Regions from separate parts of the Rattus norvegicus genome. Here regions 1 and 2 are each linked to region 3. The links are chromatin contacts, called in public Hi-C maps. All regions are on one chromosome and are shown on one strand. The core of a region is the stretch at or near the end of the contact, and the rest is flanking DNA. Distances in the headings are between cores, read along the strand shown. Region 1 has its middle 19 kb from the start of Mob3b. Region 2 overlaps Mob3b (MOB kinase activator 3B). Region 3 overlaps Mob3b (MOB kinase activator 3B).

Region 1 (2,821 bases), core at 21-2,520, 210 kb after region 3:
TGGCAATTCTTATGAAAGAGAGAATTTAATTGAGGCTTGCTGACAGTTTCAGGGGTTTAGTCCATTACTGTCATGGAGAGGAACATGGTGATAGGTAGGAACATTGTGCTAAAAGAGCTCCGAGAGTTCTACATCTTGATCCACAGGCAGTAGGAAGAGAGAGTGACACTGGGTCTGGCTTGGACTTTTGAAACTTCAAAGCCCTTGTGAGTTACTTCCTCCTCCAAGGTCACACTTACTCCAACAAGGCTGGCCACACCTTCTCAAGTGGTGCCACATCCTAATGACTAGGCATTCAAATATGTGAGCGTATGAGGGTCATTCTTACTCAAGCTACCATAATGAGTGTTTGTGGGAGCGTCTAGCATGTCAGTGCAGCCATTTAACCTGTACTGCAGTGTTCTGTTTACCCTGGGTATATGCACTTACAGAGGCTGTTATGAAGGTTAAATTAAAAAGACAAACGTCCATAAAGCACCTGGCACATGGCTATGATCAGTACCTGAACCACGTACAGGTTGTTAACTTGACTCTGATCTTTTTTCATACCTGAAATACATTGCCAAGATTTACCCCACTTTTCCCCATAGTTGTGGGTTATTACAAATACTTCAGAAGTGTCTGTCCTTTAAGAAAAACAATGGTCCCTTTTCTCGGAGTCTCTCCCAAAGTTTTTTCATCCTAAAACTTGGAAATGGCACAATGCTTCCCACATTAAAGGGAGCTGAATGCATTCAAGAGTAAGAAAATACTTCGAAGGAGCGCTTTACAAATCTAAATTATGATTGCACTCCTTATATATAGCAAATATTGTTCTAGTACCCAGACTCGGTGTAAGTGCATTAGAACATTATGGGCTTCAGTAGAAAGAACATAATGCTGTCATCATGCTCGGACAACAGGGGCTGGGTATGTGGTATTATAATACTCTGGGCTCTGCTGGCTCACTGTGTTATTACAGTTTCAATGGAGCCATTATCTTGTTAACGGCACACACGGTGGAACCTGCAGGGGCTTCCTGTGACTTCCTGAGAGTGCCCACACTCTGGCTTTCCCCAGGGAGTGCTGTGGCCTGAGGTACATGCCATCCTGCCTACTTCCGCCCTCCCCACACCTGCACTAGGCTGCTCAAGCATTTTCAGTGTGCGGTCCTAGATCGTCTGTCCTGGTGTTGGTGCCTCCGTCCCCTTAGTCTTTAGTCGGTGTTCATTATTTTTGCAGAATCTGGGCAAGAGGCTCTTAGTGTTCAGCAAGTGACTCAGTGCATGTGGGCCCTGGGGCTGTTTACATTCTCAGGAACTGCTATTGCAAAACCCCAAAGTTTATTTTATGTAGTGAGGTTATTTTTGCCAGATGAATTAACTTGGTCAAGTTATTTTTAAGGTTTTTTTTTTTTTTTCTTAGCTTCCCTAGAGAAGGTCTAGACTCTTTGTGTGTCTAGAGGGGGAAAAGAGCTGAGTCTGTTTGATGAAAGTTAGAGAAAAGGTCCTGCTGAAGTAGATCAAAGGTTCTCAGCAGTGAACGACAACAACAAAACCAAACCAAAGCAAGCCATGTGCACGAGTGCTGGGAGAAGACGCTCCGTAGCTCCGAGTAGAATGGCTTAACTGGTCCATCTTGAAGTGTGCAAATGCATCTCCAGCTGCTCCAACAGATGTGCAGGGGAGGAAGCCCTTCCCCTGCATCCAGAAGGAACACCTAATACTACCGACCAGCACCACCACAGTTGGCAGCAGGGAATCTTAGAGCCAACAGAAAGCTAAACTTTGTACCCTCACCTGGGGCTAAAAAGGCCTGAAATGACACATCAAACTACCTTGCAAATACCTTTAACAACTGATTTTTACATAGAAACTTAGACCATTTTAATTTTTAATTTTTGTTTTTAATGTTTTTAAATGTGTGTGTGTCTGTGTGTGTGTGCATGCGAGCGTCCGCGCACAAGCGCGTGCCAGCACACATGCTTGCACACAAGTGCCCGGCCTGAGGAAACAGAAGTGTCAGACTCATTTTGAGCTGACCTTACAGGCAGCTTACATTGTGAGCCCCAGATGTGGTGCTGGCTGATCTCCAGATCTCTGTGAGAGCAGCACACATTCTTACTTGAGTCCTAATAACTTACACTTTTTTATATATGCGTATGTGTGTAGGGATGGGGGTGGGTACATTGTACAACTTGCCTGTTCTAGTTCTTTCCTCTGACCCCATCAGACTGGGTATATAACTCAGGCTGTTAGGCTTAGTGACAAAAGTTTTTACCCATGGAGCCATCCTGCTGGCCCTGCAGATAACACCTTGGCCAGATTAGCATGGGCCTTGTACAAGGATGATTGGCAGCTCTGTGGCTTGTTCTATATCAGAAGAAAAAAAAAAGCAGCTCTCTCCCCTGCCTCTTTGGCAACATCATACATATACATTGGTCCCCTTTGAACCTCACTTTCCTATACCCCTCAACACATTTCCTTCCCACCTTCGTGTCTTCTTTCTATTTATTTGTGATGAGACAAAAGCTCAGGTAGGTATTCTAGGTTGGTTTTGAACTCACAAAGTAGCAGAGGATGGCCTAGGACTTCTGGTTCCCCTGCCTCCACCTCCCCATTTCTAGGATACAGATGTGTATCACTTTGTCTGTTTTTTCTTGTGTTGGGGATTCAATCTAGGACCTTTGTGTGCTAAGCAAACACTCTGCCGAGTTACATACCTAGCCCAAATTATTTAGCGTATAGGAATGGTGGTCCACACATTTATTCTTATCTCTCAGGAGAAAGAGAGATCTCTGTGAGTCCGAGCCAGCCTGGTTAACATAGCAGGTGCTGTATCG
Region 2 (2,959 bases), core at 100-2,599, 140 kb after region 3:
CAACCAAACAACAACAACCAAACCAAAACAACAACAAAAACATGAAGGAATCAAGCTTCTACCAACTAGAAGCTTCACCCTACTGGCTAATAGTCATGGTGCTGGAAACTATTTTACATGCTACACGAGAAAATCTGTATCACCTAGCTGCAAACTTTGAGACCGACAAAAGTGACCTCCTGTCTGCAAGATACACTGGTGCAACAACAAATGTTAAGGGAGTAACCAACAACTTCTTGAAGCCATTTTTTTTTACAAGTCCTTTTATTTATGTTTGTTGCATTAAAAAAAAAAAACCTTTCATGTATATGCATGTACACACGAAGGCTGGTGTGCACACTAGGACACTGTGCGAAAGTCAGAGGACAACTTACAGGAGTCATTTCTCTCCCTCCACCATGTGGGTCTGAGGTATTGAACTCAAGCTGTCAGGCCTCCTGGCACCTCCAGTTGAATCTCTACGCAGTGTACATAAAGATCTGGTGGTTTTAAAGAGACCACAGAAAAATACCAGAAAGTTTCTCAAGATTGAAGTAAATGTCTACAAATATGATAATTACTTCTTTGCTAAATCTATTTTTTAAAAATATTTTATTTTATATGAAAATAATTCTTAGGACAGTTTTCTTCTTTCTTCTTTCTTTTTTTTTTTTTTTTTAAGAACTCTCTATTGTATAACTCTGGGGAAATTTGAGCCAATTATAAATTGCATGAGCTACTTACAGTCAAATGATTTCAAAAAGCAAATAATAAACACGCTTTTCATGGCCTGAAGCAAAAAATTACACTTAATGTGGGGTGTGGGCAGATGCTGATATGTTTGGAATGTGCGTGGGTAGAAAGGGACCTAGGGCCTCAGAAAGTCTCGAAGATCTGGTCCCCTTTGTGGTTTGAGGGTACGGTGGTGATGGAGAAAGTACAGCAATGCCAGGCTACCTGGCCACTGTCATGGCGGAGGGGTCATGGCGGAGGGGTCATGGCGGAGGGGTCATGGCGGAGGGGTCATGGCGGAGGGGTCATGGCGGAGGGGTCATGGCGGAGGGGTCATGGCGGAGGGGTCATGGCGGAGGGGTCATGGCGGAGGGGTCCACGTTCAGTTCTCCACCCTCCATGCAGTATTCGATAAAGTTACAAAGCCTAGGAAACACCATGCATGCTAGATTTCTCTCAGGGCTGGGCGAAGAATACTTTCCAATCCAAGTTCTGGTGAAAGGAGGGGCCTGTACGACTTAGGGGCAAGGACAGAGAGCAAAGTCTTTCAGGGCAGACAGGGTACAGGCGAGCTGAGCGCAGAAGGCTCAGGCTGAGTTTACTTCCCACTAGATCCGCTAGGGGAAGTAAATGGTGCCCATGTGGGGAACGCTACCTGCAGTTCCTAAGGAATGTTCTTTTGCAAAGGCATGGCCTGTCAGGCCTGTCTAGGGAGTGGGCTGAAATCGGGCGAGGATTTATGCATACTTGTTTGTGATGTGGAGAAGAAGGGGTTAAGCCTAGGAAAGTTCAGTCAAAGCCTCCTGGAGTTTCACAAAACTATAGGGGCAGAAAGACATAGGAAGTGGGCATTTCTAGGCTTGCACCAGTGAGATGGAGTCAGTGGAAAGCACAGGGAAATCCTTTCTTGACACACACACACACACACACACACACACACACACACACACACACAGAGAGAGAGAGAGAGAGAGAGAGAGAGAGAGAGAGAGAGAGAGAGAGAGAGAAAGGAAGGACCTAAAGAACTGAAAAGCAATTGCTATTATCCAGTCTTAGACTCACCCTCCCCTTTCCACACTAAAGGGCTGTGGAGTAGCCTCCATAGGCAGTGGTCCCAGGAACATTCTGTTGCTCCCAGCATTCCTGCTGCTTTTCAGGCCCGTTCTTAGCTCCCGGCTCTGCACTTACCCTGGGAGCCTCCCTCTCTCCTCACCTGTACTCTCAAACCTCAGGATCCAAAGCTTCCTCAGACTTGTTCCGTAGGTACCTCATTTCCAGGTAGGGGCTCCCTCAGGTCCCACTCAATGAGTTCCAAGCGCACAGTCTATCTGAAGTACTTACTTGCCCTGGGCATGACTGTGGGACTTAACCATAAGGGTGACCTTTAAACCTGAGTGAATGGAATGTGACTGTTGTTAGCCTTTAACCTTGTCAGCACAAAAGCCGTCCAGGAAAATCAGCATCGCCCCAGTTTCGTTTTTTAAACAGACCACTCCTCCGAGTCCTGGGCTGGCGGTTTCTATTGCCAGGTGGACAGTTTCAGCCGGATGCCCCGTTGGTATTCGGTCTCACACAGTGGTGAATCTTAGGTGACAGCGGGAGATTGCAGCAAATCATTTGTACATATCTCTTACTGTGTACTATTAACTTATTTAATCCTCAGAGCGCCTATGAGGTGTTATTAATAATCCTGGGTTATAGATAACAAAACTGAGGAAGTTACATAGTCTAGCCAAGGTCGCTTCAACAGAGAGCTGCAGAGACGGGACTCTAACATAATCGATCTGGTTCCACAGTACAACCCCTGCTGAGCAAAACCAAGCGCCAGCTCTAACAAAGCTCCTTCCCTCTTCAGGAGCAACAATCTCTGGTTTAACGTCTGCCATTGCTTGCACTGCTTGACATTGACCCTCTCTGCGCCTCACAAAGATCCAGTGAAGGGAGAGGTTGGGAAGGTCATCCTACAGAAGCAGGAAGGGGACTTGAGTTAGGTAACTCCCCTGCCGACCCGAAATCTCCCCACCTCCCTGTGCTCTCCATTTTTGGGGTTTAAATCTCGGCCTGCGTCCAAGCAGAACACACAAAGCCAACATGGTTCCACGTGAAAAGGTTTAATGAAAGAAGAGTAGAAGAGGGGAGAAGCAAAGGAGGCTGGCCATGAGCATGTGGAGGAAGGGGGCAGGGGAATGGGGAGAGAAAGGACAGGGACAATGAGGGCATAAGAGAAGAGAAGAGTAAGGGCAAAAGA
Region 3 (2,858 bases), core at 85-2,584:
AACTGGCATTTTTGTAATGGTCTAGTTGTCTGGGCTTCAGGTGCATTTTGCCTTGATGTCTCTCTGGAACTCTTCCTCATGTTGAATCCTCTCTTTCTCTCCCTCCTCCTCTGGCTGGCTGATGTGCTGTCCTATTCTTTCTATTGACTAGCCATTGGCCTTTCCAGATTTCATTGGCAAGGCAGAGACTAAATAGTGATCCTTGTTTACACAAACATGAGACAGGAGACTCTTAAGCCTTACAATGCTGTGTCTAGAATGTCAGATAGTAGGATTGGGGAACCAGCATTTGAATAATAGAAGGGTAGACTTAGAGTAACACTATGCCTACGGAAAAGCCTTTCATTTCTGCTCTTTGGATCATCCCAGGCAAGATCCTATGGGCTCTGCTGGCTGTTTGTCCTTGCATCCCCAGTGCCTGATAATCAGGGTCAATATGTGTTTGCGTAATCAAGTAACACATGGGTTCTCGGTCTCGTCATCTGTACAATGTACTGTGTTACTGAGTGGATCAAGGGAAGGTTAAATACATTACTATATGCATAGACTTAGCACATCTTAATTCCCTTCTCTGATCCTTTTCTATAGATGTGGTTTCAGAAACATGGACATGACATCAGTCACCCCTTGCTGGCAGGAAGTGGTTTGGGAAGAGTTTTCTGTTAATATCCACTCTGACATGGATCTGAAATGTAGAGGTAGAGGGATGTTGCTATGCAGGAGCAGAACACTCTTGACTGTAGCAAGGTGTGGTCAGCAAAGACAAATCAGAAAGAACCGTGCACCTTCTGCGAGGAGAGGAAATAACCACAGCAAACACAAGAGAAACCTACTGTTCCCACCTCAAGTTTCCAGTGGTTCCTGTGAACTGAGCACAGTGGTACAACAACTGTAATCCCAATATCTGGGGGGTGGGTGGGGGGTGGGTGGGAGTGGCGACTGAGGTTACCCTGGGGTTTAAAGAAGCAAGGACATGAAGATCAAAAACTAAAAGGTCCTTGTATTCTGAGTTAATGCTTGACAACAGATTGTGTATTTGAGAGGAAGAGGCTAAACAGGACTTCAGGTTTATAATTAACTCTAAATCGACTATGTGCAATGGATCAGTGCTCTGAAAGAAAGGAAGGGACTTTAGATAATAGCCCACCGAGGGCTCAGTGCATTGGGCAGCTGTGTCATTGTGTACATAGAACTCTGAGAGGGAACCACAACTGTCCGGCAAGAGTCTAGTCTCGGAGCTAAACTGGTTTCTATGAGGTGAACGACAGCCTGAGCAGAGAGAGGTTGTAAGAGGCCGAGGTCTCCCCTGCTCTTACGTGCTGCTCTGCAGGAGCGGCCCGCAACCCCTGGCTGCAGCCCTGAGAGATGAATGTGCACTGTACCGGAACTGTATAGGAACTGTACCGGAACTGTACCGAACCGTACCGGAACTGTACCGGAACCATACGGAACTGTACCAGAACTGTACCGGAACCGTACCAGAACTGTACCGGAACTGTACGGAACCGTACCGGAAATGGGGGAGGTTGGAAAAAGAAGGGTGACTCACTAAAGCCACACGGAGAGGGGCAGGTGTGGGATCCAAGCAAGCCCATGTGACTGTGAAGACCAGGGCTTTCCACATGGCATGGGCTGTAGCTGAAAACCTCTGAATCAGGAATAGATAGGCTCTTGAGTGATAACTTGGGAATGCATTGACTTATATATTAATTATAAATGGTTGCAGGTAATTCCTGAGTTTTCAAAACTGCTTGATTCAGCTAGGCTGATATCAATTTGAGTTATTAGTTGACACAGAGAAAAGCGTTAGGACAGTTAAGCTTAACACAGAAGAGTGTTTTTTTGTTTGTTTTTTTTTTTTTTTGAAGAGTGGGGGGGGAGAGAGAGAGAGAGAGAGAGAGAGAGAGAGAGAGAGAGAGAGAGAGAACACATCCAAAGTGCCTGAGTTAGGCTGTGAGGAGTTAGTAGTGGGGCTTTCTGCACCACGGTATGAGCCCCAACAGGCAGAAGAAAAACTGTTTCTGAGATGCATCTTTAATTCCTACAAGGAAACATGTTTTTAATGACAGCCCACAAACTGAAGGTCACTGTTCTTGGATCTAACCTTTGAAAATGTATAGGTATGGCCTGGTAAGACGGCTCACAGGTTAGAGTGCTGCCACCCCTGAAAAACGTTGTGGTCAGGACTCACATTAGTGGAGGAGAGAACTGACTCGCTCAAGTTGTCCTCTGACGTCCACACGCATGCCAGGCACAGGCCCTCTTTTCCTCTGACTGGGTTCCCCATCCAGCCTGAATGAGGGGATGTGTCTGGTCTTATTGCGCTGATATGCCATGTTTCCCTGATATCGCTGGGAGGCCTGCCTTTTCTGAAGGGAGAGGGGAGGCTGGAGGGTGGGGGTGGGGGTTGGGAGGAGAGGAGGAAGGGAAAACTGAGGTAAGGATGAGAGAATTTAACACACACACACACACACACACACACACACACACACACACACACACACACACACACACACGGCGGGGGGGGGGGCGCTCCAAGGCTGTATTCTACTTCTTTGCCACTTGGTGGCGCCATCAAACCATTTAAAGAGATTTTTCTCACATCACACTTTTCCTCACTGAACCCTCCTGAAGGCTAATCTAGTTTACCCAAAACCATTCATTCCTTCATTCCTTCCTCAAGGGGAGCAGGCTCAGTGTCTTTCTCACAGAGTGGAATGTAATATGTATAAGTCAGGTTACCAAAACCTGAAGAACGCTTAGGGTGATTTCTGCAGGGGAGACCTCTTAAAAGTTTCTGACAAGATGTCAGAAAGACAAAAGCCCCATGTTCTCTCCTACATGCAGATCTTAGCCTG

What was found. Hi-C and Micro-C count contacts between places; a contact is called where the count stands out from the background.
Region 1: a contact with region 3 is called in a Hi-C map of liver, with 3 times the contacts expected there. The contact joins two enhancer-like sites. A contact is called at or near these places in 10 of 12 Hi-C or Micro-C datasets (the A7r5 cell line, Schwann cells, frontal cortex and 6 more) and 1 of 1 datasets of contacts at active chromatin or transcription factors (oligodendrocytes).
Region 2: a contact with region 3 is called in a Hi-C map of liver, with 4 times the contacts expected there. The contact joins two enhancer-like sites. A contact is called at or near these places in 3 of 12 Hi-C or Micro-C datasets (hepatocytes and liver).

What each region holds. Positions count from the first base shown.
Region 1 is chr5:54,551,306-54,554,126 of GRCr8, forward strand. No RefSeq gene overlaps it. Among named protein-coding and RNA genes, the nearest start is that of Mob3b, 19 kb to the left of the region's middle. Within about 2 kb of position 1,271, at least 7 of the 93 cell types and tissues checked have an H3K27ac peak or open chromatin away from gene starts, as enhancers often do. A contact at or near this core is called in liver, where this site is marked.
Region 2 is chr5:54,483,207-54,486,165 of GRCr8, forward strand. All of the region lies in intron 1 of Mob3b (MOB kinase activator 3B), which reads right to left. It overlaps LOC134486926 (a long non-coding RNA gene), which reads left to right. Exons shown (of 2, transcript XR_010066501.1): 2 at 1-1,720. Among named protein-coding and RNA genes, the nearest start is that of Luc7l3-ps2, 35 kb to the left of the region's middle. Within about 2 kb of position 1,350, at least 8 of the 93 cell types and tissues checked have an H3K27ac peak or open chromatin away from gene starts, as enhancers often do. A contact at or near this core is called in liver, where this site is marked.
Region 3 is chr5:54,345,582-54,348,439 of GRCr8, forward strand. All of the region lies in intron 3 of Mob3b (MOB kinase activator 3B), which reads right to left. Among named protein-coding and RNA genes, the nearest start is that of Cga, 64 kb to the left of the region's middle. Within about 2 kb of position 1,335, at least 5 of the 93 cell types and tissues checked have an H3K27ac peak or open chromatin away from gene starts, as enhancers often do. A contact at or near this core is called in liver, where this site is marked.